3 separate regions of the Gossypium hirsutum genome follow, and regions 1 and 2 are each linked to region 3. A link is a contact called in public Hi-C data. All regions are on one chromosome and are shown on one strand. Each heading gives the region's core, a stretch centred on a gene start, on an enhancer-like site or on the middle of the called end of the contact. The rest is flanking DNA. Distances are from core to core; before and after follow the strand shown.

The links. A called contact is a pair of places that touch in the nucleus more often than the background predicts.
Region 1: a Hi-C map of leaf shows a contact between it and region 3, with 2.0 times the contacts expected there. The contact joins the enhancer-like site here to the promoter of LOC107954703 in region 3. A contact is called at or near these places in 10 of 34 Hi-C or Micro-C datasets (anther, callus, hypocotyl and 2 more).
Region 2: a contact with region 3 is called in a Hi-C map of leaf, with 1.8 times the contacts expected there. The contact joins the enhancer-like site here to the promoter of LOC107954703 in region 3. A contact is called at or near these places in 4 of 34 Hi-C or Micro-C datasets (callus, hypocotyl, leaf and 1 more).

Annotation. Positions count from the first base shown.
Region 1 is chrD07:36,960,704-36,963,559 of Gossypium_hirsutum_v2.1, reverse strand. No RefSeq gene overlaps it. Among protein-coding and RNA genes, the nearest start is that of LOC107954704, 43 kb to the left of the region's middle. Within about 2 kb of position 1,334, at least 9 of the 9 cell types and tissues checked have an H3K27ac peak or open chromatin away from gene starts, as enhancers often do. A contact at or near this core is called in hypocotyl and leaf, where this site is marked.
Region 2 is chrD07:36,645,996-36,649,043 of Gossypium_hirsutum_v2.1, reverse strand. No RefSeq gene overlaps it. Among protein-coding and RNA genes, the nearest start is that of LOC121219069, 23 kb to the right of the region's middle. Within about 2 kb of position 1,678, at least 3 of the 9 cell types and tissues checked have an H3K27ac peak or open chromatin away from gene starts, as enhancers often do. A contact at or near this core is called in hypocotyl and leaf, where this site is marked.
Region 3 is chrD07:36,807,627-36,810,403 of Gossypium_hirsutum_v2.1, reverse strand. It overlaps LOC107954703 (TBC1 domain family member 2B), which reads left to right and starts at 1,398. Exons shown (of 7, transcript XM_016890339.2): 1 at 1,398-2,601. The coding sequence starts at 2,113.

The DNA.
Region 1 (2,856 bases), core at 85-2,584, 150 kb before region 3:
TAGTGATGTTTAAAGGCACGATTTTACTCTTGTTTTTAAATTGCTAAATTGTGATAGGCGATGCATAATTTAGGCTTGCATGTTCAGGATTAAGTGTTTAAAGCATGTTTGTTAGGTGTGATGGTTGGATATGTGGTGTGCTGGTTGACTGGTAATGAGAGTCATGCACGTGGATAATGTGGCATTCTAGATTCGGGTTAGTCTATTACGATCGGGTTTGAGGTACTACACATCAATCCTCGACCTTTTACGGCTGCTAACACCCACTTGCACCCTTGTGTCAAAATCATCAATGGCCTTTAGAGCCCTATCTATGACGCCGTCTACATTTATGTTGTTGGAAGTCCGAGAAGGAGTGAACGATTGAGTAGAACCTGCAAAAGAAAATTCAAGATCAGCCATACGAGGAACAAAATTTTTATCTAAGGGACTCGCCTGCAACCCTTGCAAAAGGGATGGACCAGGGGCATGCACGTAGCCTTCAATAAGAATAAAATAAGTTTGAAGGTTCCTCCTTCCTCTCGAACAAAATAGTGGCTAAGTCATTGGAAGCCTTGTAGGGCCACATTGTATCTAAAGGGCGTGCGACCCAAGAAATGGCCTCAAGAGTATTTATTGAAGGCTTGTAACCATTGGGGTTGTGATTATCTAAGTAGAAACAAAAAACGTTTCTAGTTGTAATAAGATTCTCCAGCATGAGAGAATGGCCCAATTTCAAGTGTTTGAACTAATCCTCCACAGCCTCATTATCCAACTGTTGCATGCAAGTACAGACATTCTCTAGAGGAATATACCAGTGGGTTAAGAACCCAAACCCACCCTTTAGCCTACACCTCACCCGAATGAATTTTTTTTGTTAAGGTGAAGGTTGGAAGCCCAGTTTTTTATTATGGGCACGTACCCTTGACGAGCATTAAAATGGTCCAACCCAACCGACGCTCCCCAAAAAGTTACCTTTAACTGGTATAATCACTAGAAAATGCCAAGAAGGGGTGGTTCACCTCTTAGGCTACAATCGATGAAATAGGCAACTAGGGTCCATCAAGAAAAGCCAGTGAGTTGCCAAAGTGTGAACCCATACTCATTAAGAATAGAGCAAAAGAAAGAATTAATGGGGAGATGAAACCTTGCCTCAAACAGATAAAGCAGAAGAAGGATGTTGTCGGAGGTGTCGCTCAGTCAACACTCGCCTTGAAAAAGGCTTCAGTTATAAGAGAAATTAGGAAGTTGAATTCCTCAGACGCTCAAGTAGCGAACCATTTCCCCTGTGATGTGGTATAATGAAAAGGGGCAGTTTCCACGAAGTATGTATCCCACAAGCACTGGGCCCAACCCCATCGCCTTCATTGTTACCACCACGTCCTTTCTTACTACCACTGCTGCGATGGTTGACCCCCTCGCGATGACTAAGTTTGATCCTAAGCATTTTGGGGATAACAAAAAGAAAGGAAGAAAAAAGGGAAAGCCTCGAGAAATTACCTGAAAAACTTACGAGAGGCGGTCAAGGAAAGAAGAAAAGTGAACACAGATGTGGGAAACGGAGAAGTACAAGTGAGAGGAAAACATAGAGTAACTTAATCGACAAGGAAGAGAGGGAGAATTTCAAGCAACTCACCTCTTAACTTCACGCCTTAGTTTAAATATCCAAACCTATAAAGGAAGTTTGGTTGAAATAAATCAGATGATTCAAATTCTGAAACTCTAAGGGTGACACTTGTAAAAGGGGAAAGGGTTTCTTCCTAAACCCAACAATAATTGGGAAAGTGGGAATGTTGGCTAGAGCAAAGCATTCATTAAGTATCTGCTAGAAGTAGTACACGCTCAAATAGACCAAGTTCCATGACTTTGACGCAATGTATGCTAATCGTGTTGGAAAAAATCTAGTTTGAAAATGATTTTCTTGTTCAGTGGAAAATTAAAATTTTACAAATTGACCTAGTTTATGATATTTATATTAATAAACATTAACTAAATTCATACATGTATTTTCGGATAAATGAATCCTTGATGTTTTCTGGTTTTCAACCAAATGATCGTCTCTACTGTTCTCATACCACGACTTGCTTCGAGTGTGTGCTCAAACCAATTGAATCAAAACACAAAACTAGAAAAAAATTTACTTATGGTGTGAAAACAAAAATTTTCTCTTCTTTAATAGAAACCAGAAAAATTATTATTCTGGAAAATATATTTATAAGTTTAGAATAATTTCTCTTAATTTTTCAATAGAATAACAATCTCTTAAAAGTTGTGTTAATAGCTCTACCAGTGTCATGTATTTATAGGAAGAGAAGATAGAACCCTTGTAGAGTTGTAGATGTTTGTTTAAATAGGAAACAACATCCTACTTAGAATAGGAGAAGGGTGAATGACTCACCCTTGTATTTCTACTAAGGTTGTTGCCTCATTCATTTTATATGAGGGGTTTTGGGCCTCTCTCACTTTGAGTCCAATTGTGAGTACTTCTTAGGCCATTTTGACCTAGTACTCTGTAATATAATCCAATCCGATTTAGTTTTTCTATTTTCCAAAATAAAATTTAATATATACATATTAAATAATTTTCTCACCTTAATTTTTTACCAGTAAATTTTAACAATTTTACCCCCGATAAAATTTTGACAATTTTGCCCCTGCTAAAATTTTGACAAAATTCATTCAATATGTCACAACTCAACATGTTCACTATGACCAAATGATTTATTTGCATTTTCAGGCTTCAAAACAATCCAAAAACATAAACTCATTCTTCCATCATTTTTTAAGTAATCCTATATAGGATTGCAAATTTCCATTTTCATTTTCATTTTCATTAAAATTTCAATTTTTGGAAACCTACATTCATTTTCAAATTTC
Region 2 (3,048 bases), core at 429-2,928, 160 kb after region 3:
GTGGGTGACAGTGATTACAATGACCTAAAATATTTTTTTAATTTAACTCGAACAAATATATTCGATTCAATTTGATTCAATTTGATTCAAATTTCATCTCACTCGACTCGATTCGAGAAAATTTCAAATTGAGTTAGCATGATAACATATGATTTGTCAACTTGATTAAATCGAATTTTTTTCATTCAATTCAATTCGGTTCGTTCAAACGCTCACCCCTACATATATTACATTACTTTATTTTATTCATTTTATTAGAATGGGAGATATTTTTTGATTAATTAACAGAAAACATGTCTTACTAAATTGTCCTCATAGAATTTGTTTTTACTTTTTTTTTATTCTTTACTATACAATAGTTTAAGGTTATAGTGTTTTATTATGCTAACAAATGAAGTATTTTTCTAGTAAAATAATTTCATATATCATTTTCAAATCAAAGAAACTGAAAATGGGGAATAACAATAAATAGCTATGACTTTTCTTTTTATCAAAGTGAGGGGAAAATGAAAAAAATATTAGAACATATTATTTGTTATAGTTTAAAGGTAAAATTGATCAAAACTATAAAAATTAGTAAATTTATTATAAATTTAACGCTTTGAGCAAAATGAAATGGACAAAATATTAAATTTTTTTGAAGAATATATCAAAGAACCAGAAATGTTAATTCATTAATTATTATTATTTTGTTTTAGTTAAGTAAAATGAATCTAAATCATTAAAGAGTGTTAAAATTGTCAACAATCCCATATTACCATAAGAATATAAGATCATTTAAAAAAGATATGGTATTGAAATTGTTTCTTATATTTCGAAATCTTACACTAAAAACTATTTACTCAAACTAATCTTTGAAATCTAAGTGAGAATACTTGAACCAAAAGTCACCTAAAAGGATAATATGCAACACTCTTTTCTTGCAAACTTTTTTTTTTTTTGAAAAGAGAAAAAGAAAAAGAGTTTAGTTTCAGCAGCCAATAAGTGCTACAAATACTATTGCATGGTACCCTAGTCTTTTGGTTACATTTGCTTGGACGTTAAAGCCAATCTCCGCGGTCATTTCAAGCCATTTTGGGTACATAAGTTAAATTTTGTCCACCAATGATATTAACCCATGCCCACAAGTCTTTCTTTGAAACTTCGTCAAAAAGTCTTACTAAGTTCACTTCAAAAAGATGTTGGCATGTACTTCTACACCAATTTTTAAAGATAATTTTATTTATGTATAGCATAATTTATATATAGTATCATCTTCAATCGTTTAATTTTATGCTTCCTCTATGAATCAATTTAAAGTAGAAAACAAAAGCAGTAAATGAGTTGGGTGCAGCCAGTCCTAGAATATTCATGGTCACATGTTTAACAAAGGTATGATTGATTGGATTAATTGAAGCCACCAAGAAGATGGATTTTGTCTGTCAAAAGCAGTTAGGCATTCCTTGAAATTTAAGATGGAGCTGTACATTATTTATATAGATCACAAGAAACTTGTGGCATATGCATGCATACAAATATAAGGTCCCACCACCCACAAAACTTGAAATTTACTTCTTCCCAACACCATCTTTAATGTTCCAAAAGACTCGCAAGGATATTTTGTCCATTCCCATTCGCCAATATAGGCGTGCTATCATTCTTTCTTTAAAACCACTCATCTCCCCTAACGTATGTGTTGAATTTGAAAATACACTTCATATTAAACGGCTGTTATCCATATCTGAATGCAATAGTAATCATTCATCCCTTAACCAACATACACGGCACTTGTTTTTGAATTAAGCCTTTGGGAAGATGAATTTTGGAGCTTTGAAAGCCGCCGAATGTAAATATTATTATTAAATTTGATTCGGTTAGAATTTTCATTTTAAAATTAAATAATTAGAATTTTTAATTGATTTGAATAAATAGTTTCATTCGGGATTGAATTATATAACTCAAATAATTTGAAATAACTTATCATAATAAATAGTATTTTTTTGGGGGTGAAATAGATAGTTAAGAAAATATAGTTATGGCTGAAAATTGTGACATAATAATCAAACTTGATTTTGTTGAAAATATTTTAATTAATTATCAAGTCTGGTGAAGTTTTTCACTTAAAATTTGTTCGAGTTTTGTAAATTTTAGGCGCATAGAATTCATTTTAATTTAATTATTAAAAATTAAGTATACAATTTGTAATATATAATTTTATAAGCGTTGAATTATGTTTAATAAAAACAAATTTTTGAATGTAATATGTTGTTTTATAATAATAAAATATAATATTTGAAAATTGCTTATTCCATAATTTTAATCTTATAAAAATAATATTTTATATTCTATTATTTTAGATGGTTATGGATAAAAATAAACATAATAATTAGAATATTTCATTTTTCACAAAAGTAAATGATAAAAAGACCTCTCTTTCTCTCAATTTCAAATTTGAGCAAATTGGTTCTTCTAAAAATATCAGAGCAATTTAATCTCTTTTTATTTCGAAATTATGCAACTAAGGACAATTAATCATGGTGTTGATGTTTTCCATCCATTGTACATTGTTTTGATTGGTATAATAAAAAAAATTAGCCTATAAAGTTTACACATTCTGACAACTTTGTCCAAATTTAACGAATTTATCCTACAACATTTGTGTAAATGTGAAATTGTTGAGGTTGAATTTGTTGAATTTTTTATAATTAAGGCCAAAATGAAAAATATATAAACATTGAAGGCTAAATTTGTTATTATATCAATAAAATCATGTACAATTGATGGAAGACATTAACACCATGATTAATTTTTCTTAGTTGTTCACTTTCGAAATTTGCATGGATTTGGCATGGAATGGGATCTTGACAGATGAGTTTTGACCTTAGCAAGGACTTTATCAAGGCAACTCCTGTTGGGATCTATTGTGTTTAATGTAGTGACTTTGTATATGTGCTTGTAATTTTGTGAACAAATTGGTTTAATAAAATCCATCAGTATCATTAACATCTTTTGTATATTATCATCAACAGTTTTTCACTCAAAGCAAAGTGAAAGCAAATATCGACTCAT
Region 3 (2,777 bases), core at 149-2,648:
CTATTTTTACTTATTCATTGTTTAATCGATCTCCAACAGTTTCAACCATGTATCTGAAAACAAAAGCAAATTAGCTGACTGGGTGACAAAGAGACCTGTCAACAGCTTTTGCTCCCGACTTGGCCATACTACTGATGAAACCTTTATGTAATTGTTAGTTAGTCTCACGAACGAACGGAATGCTATCTAAAAAAGAAAGAAGGAAGAGCTCCATCCCGAACTCACCCAATTCCCACGTCGAAGTGTAATCACGCTACCAATTTGGTTATTATTTACTGAAAAGTATATATATAGAGAAGCAATAATTTTCCGAATAATGGCGGGGGCATTTCAGTCATCCAGGAAATAAAAACAGAACAGTTAGATTGAGTTTCAACTAGACCTGTCCATGGGCCGGGTCGGGTTTGGGCTGGGCCCACAAAAAATTTTCAGCCCGTTTACTAGGCCCGGGCTCGGCCCGGCCCGAAAAAAATATGGGGCCCGAGCCCGGCCCGGCACGGCCTGTTTTTAATTAAAATTAAAATTATTTTTTTAATAAAATTAAAACTAATTGTTATTAAAATTAATTGTTAGTAAAATTATCAAATTTTTAGTTGTTAATTGTATTAATTGTTGTAATAAAATCTAACATTTGATTAGTAAATTTATCAAATTATTAATTGTATTAATTGTATTAATTGTTGTAACAAAATCTAACATTTGATTAGTAAAACAAACTTGATGTTTTATTATTATTATTTTGTAACACTAGTCAAGTAAATGAAAGTAAATAAACTTAAAATAAAAAACTATTATATTTTAAAAATAAAAAAATATATATTTAATATTTTTCGGGCCGGGCGGGCCCAGGCCAAAAAATCTTGCCCGAGGCCCGGCCTATTTTTTAAATGGGCCTAAAATTTTGCCCAAACCCATATTTCGGACCTATATTTTTACTCAAACCCTCCCATATTTCGGACGGATCGTCGGGCCGGGCCAGGCCACCCAGCCCATGGACAGGTCTAATATCAACGCTAGTCCATTATCACTGTCCTATCAAACGCTGTCCGTGGGTAACGTCTCTCTCTCTCTCTCTAACGCTCCAATAATTGTATTTTTAGAAACCAGGGAAAAAAACTAAACTGTTTTGAAACTAACATTAATAATGCTAAATTTAATAAAAAAAAATTATGTTAGAATAAAAGTATATCCCAAAGAAATTGATGATAGTGGTTAAAATGATACTGAACAATATAATTAATATTTATATATCAGTTAATTACTCAAAAAAATAATACATTTAATTTATTAAGAATTAAACGAGTAAATTCTTTTGTAGACATGAGTAATAATGAATATACTATGTTAATAGTGAGATAATTATTTTTTCAATTTCGTCCAGAAAATTCGAGTATACAAACAATTTTTAAGGGTAAAACTGTTTTCCTCTGTTGTTATTATAATGACAGTGGGGATTTTTCATTTTTGCTGATGAGGAAAAGAGATGAAGATGAAGATGACTCCCACCACCTACAACCTCCTAATTTTCTTTAGATTGCCTAGCTTTTATTTTTACCTACCTATTAATTCGGTTTCTTTCATAACCTCTTTCCCTTGTCTTTTTTAGTCATCCATGTCCTTTGAAATAAAAGAATTGAAAAAAAGGAATTTTACTCCTCTTATAGAAAATTTTGTTTCGTTTCGTTTTGTTTTCTCTCTCGTTGAGAAACAATAAAAGAATTGTTATCTGGGCTTGGCTTGGCTTGGCTTTTCCTTTTTCTTTCTTTTTATTTTTTCAAGCTTTGGCGCTTTTGAAAATAATTCGATTTTCAAAAGTACATTGTTTGTTTTGAATATATGAAAAAGGAACTTTGATAGCCATCCAAATTTGTGAGAGCATTTATCTCTGCCAGATCGTAATTCTTCCTCTTATCAACTTCTTTATATAAAACCCATTTGAAAGAATTTGTCTTTCTTCAATTTTCCAAGCTTGCAAGCTCCAAATAAATCAACCTTTTTTCATGGTTCAAAGTTCGTAGTTTTCTCTCGTTCCTGATACAGCCCTTATAACCCATTTCTCCTTTTCTCTTAATCTATCATCGAGAAAAAAGAACAAAAAAAAAGGGGGGGGAAATGTTTGGTCCCCAAAGCAAAATGGACATTGCCTTTGAATGGCAAGCGCAATTTCACATCTTAAGGCCAAGCATCCATGCGAGAAGAGCAAATATAATAGTGAAATTCCAAGACCTTTATGGGTTCACAGTAGAAGGCAATGTGGACGATGTTAATGTGTTGAATGAGGTAAGAGAAAAGGTGAGGCAACAAGGGCGTGTTTGGTGGGCACTCGAAGCAAGCAAAGGGGCCAATTGGTATTTGCAGCCGCAGATTTCGATATCGCAAGGGATTGGGTTGAAATCTTCGCTCAAATTGTCAGGTTTTGTTAATGCGATCACATTGAAGAAGCTTATTAGGAAAGGCATTCCCCCTGTGCTTAGGCCTAAGGTTTGGTTTTCGCTTTCGGGTGCCGCCAAGAAGAAGTCTACGGTGCCTGAAAGCTATTATAATGATTTGTTAAAGGCGGTAGAGGGTATGGACACGCCTGCAACACGTCAGATTGATCATGTAAGTCCTGCATTTTGGGTGTTTTTGCATTTGCTTCATTGATATTTGTTTCTTTTCCCCCTATTTTTACATGGATCTTTGTCAGGAGGTGATGTTTGTTTTGTTTCTTTTTTCTATAGGCTTGGTTAATTTTGCACTATGAATTTGGAATTGTAAAATTCATAATATCTTATGAT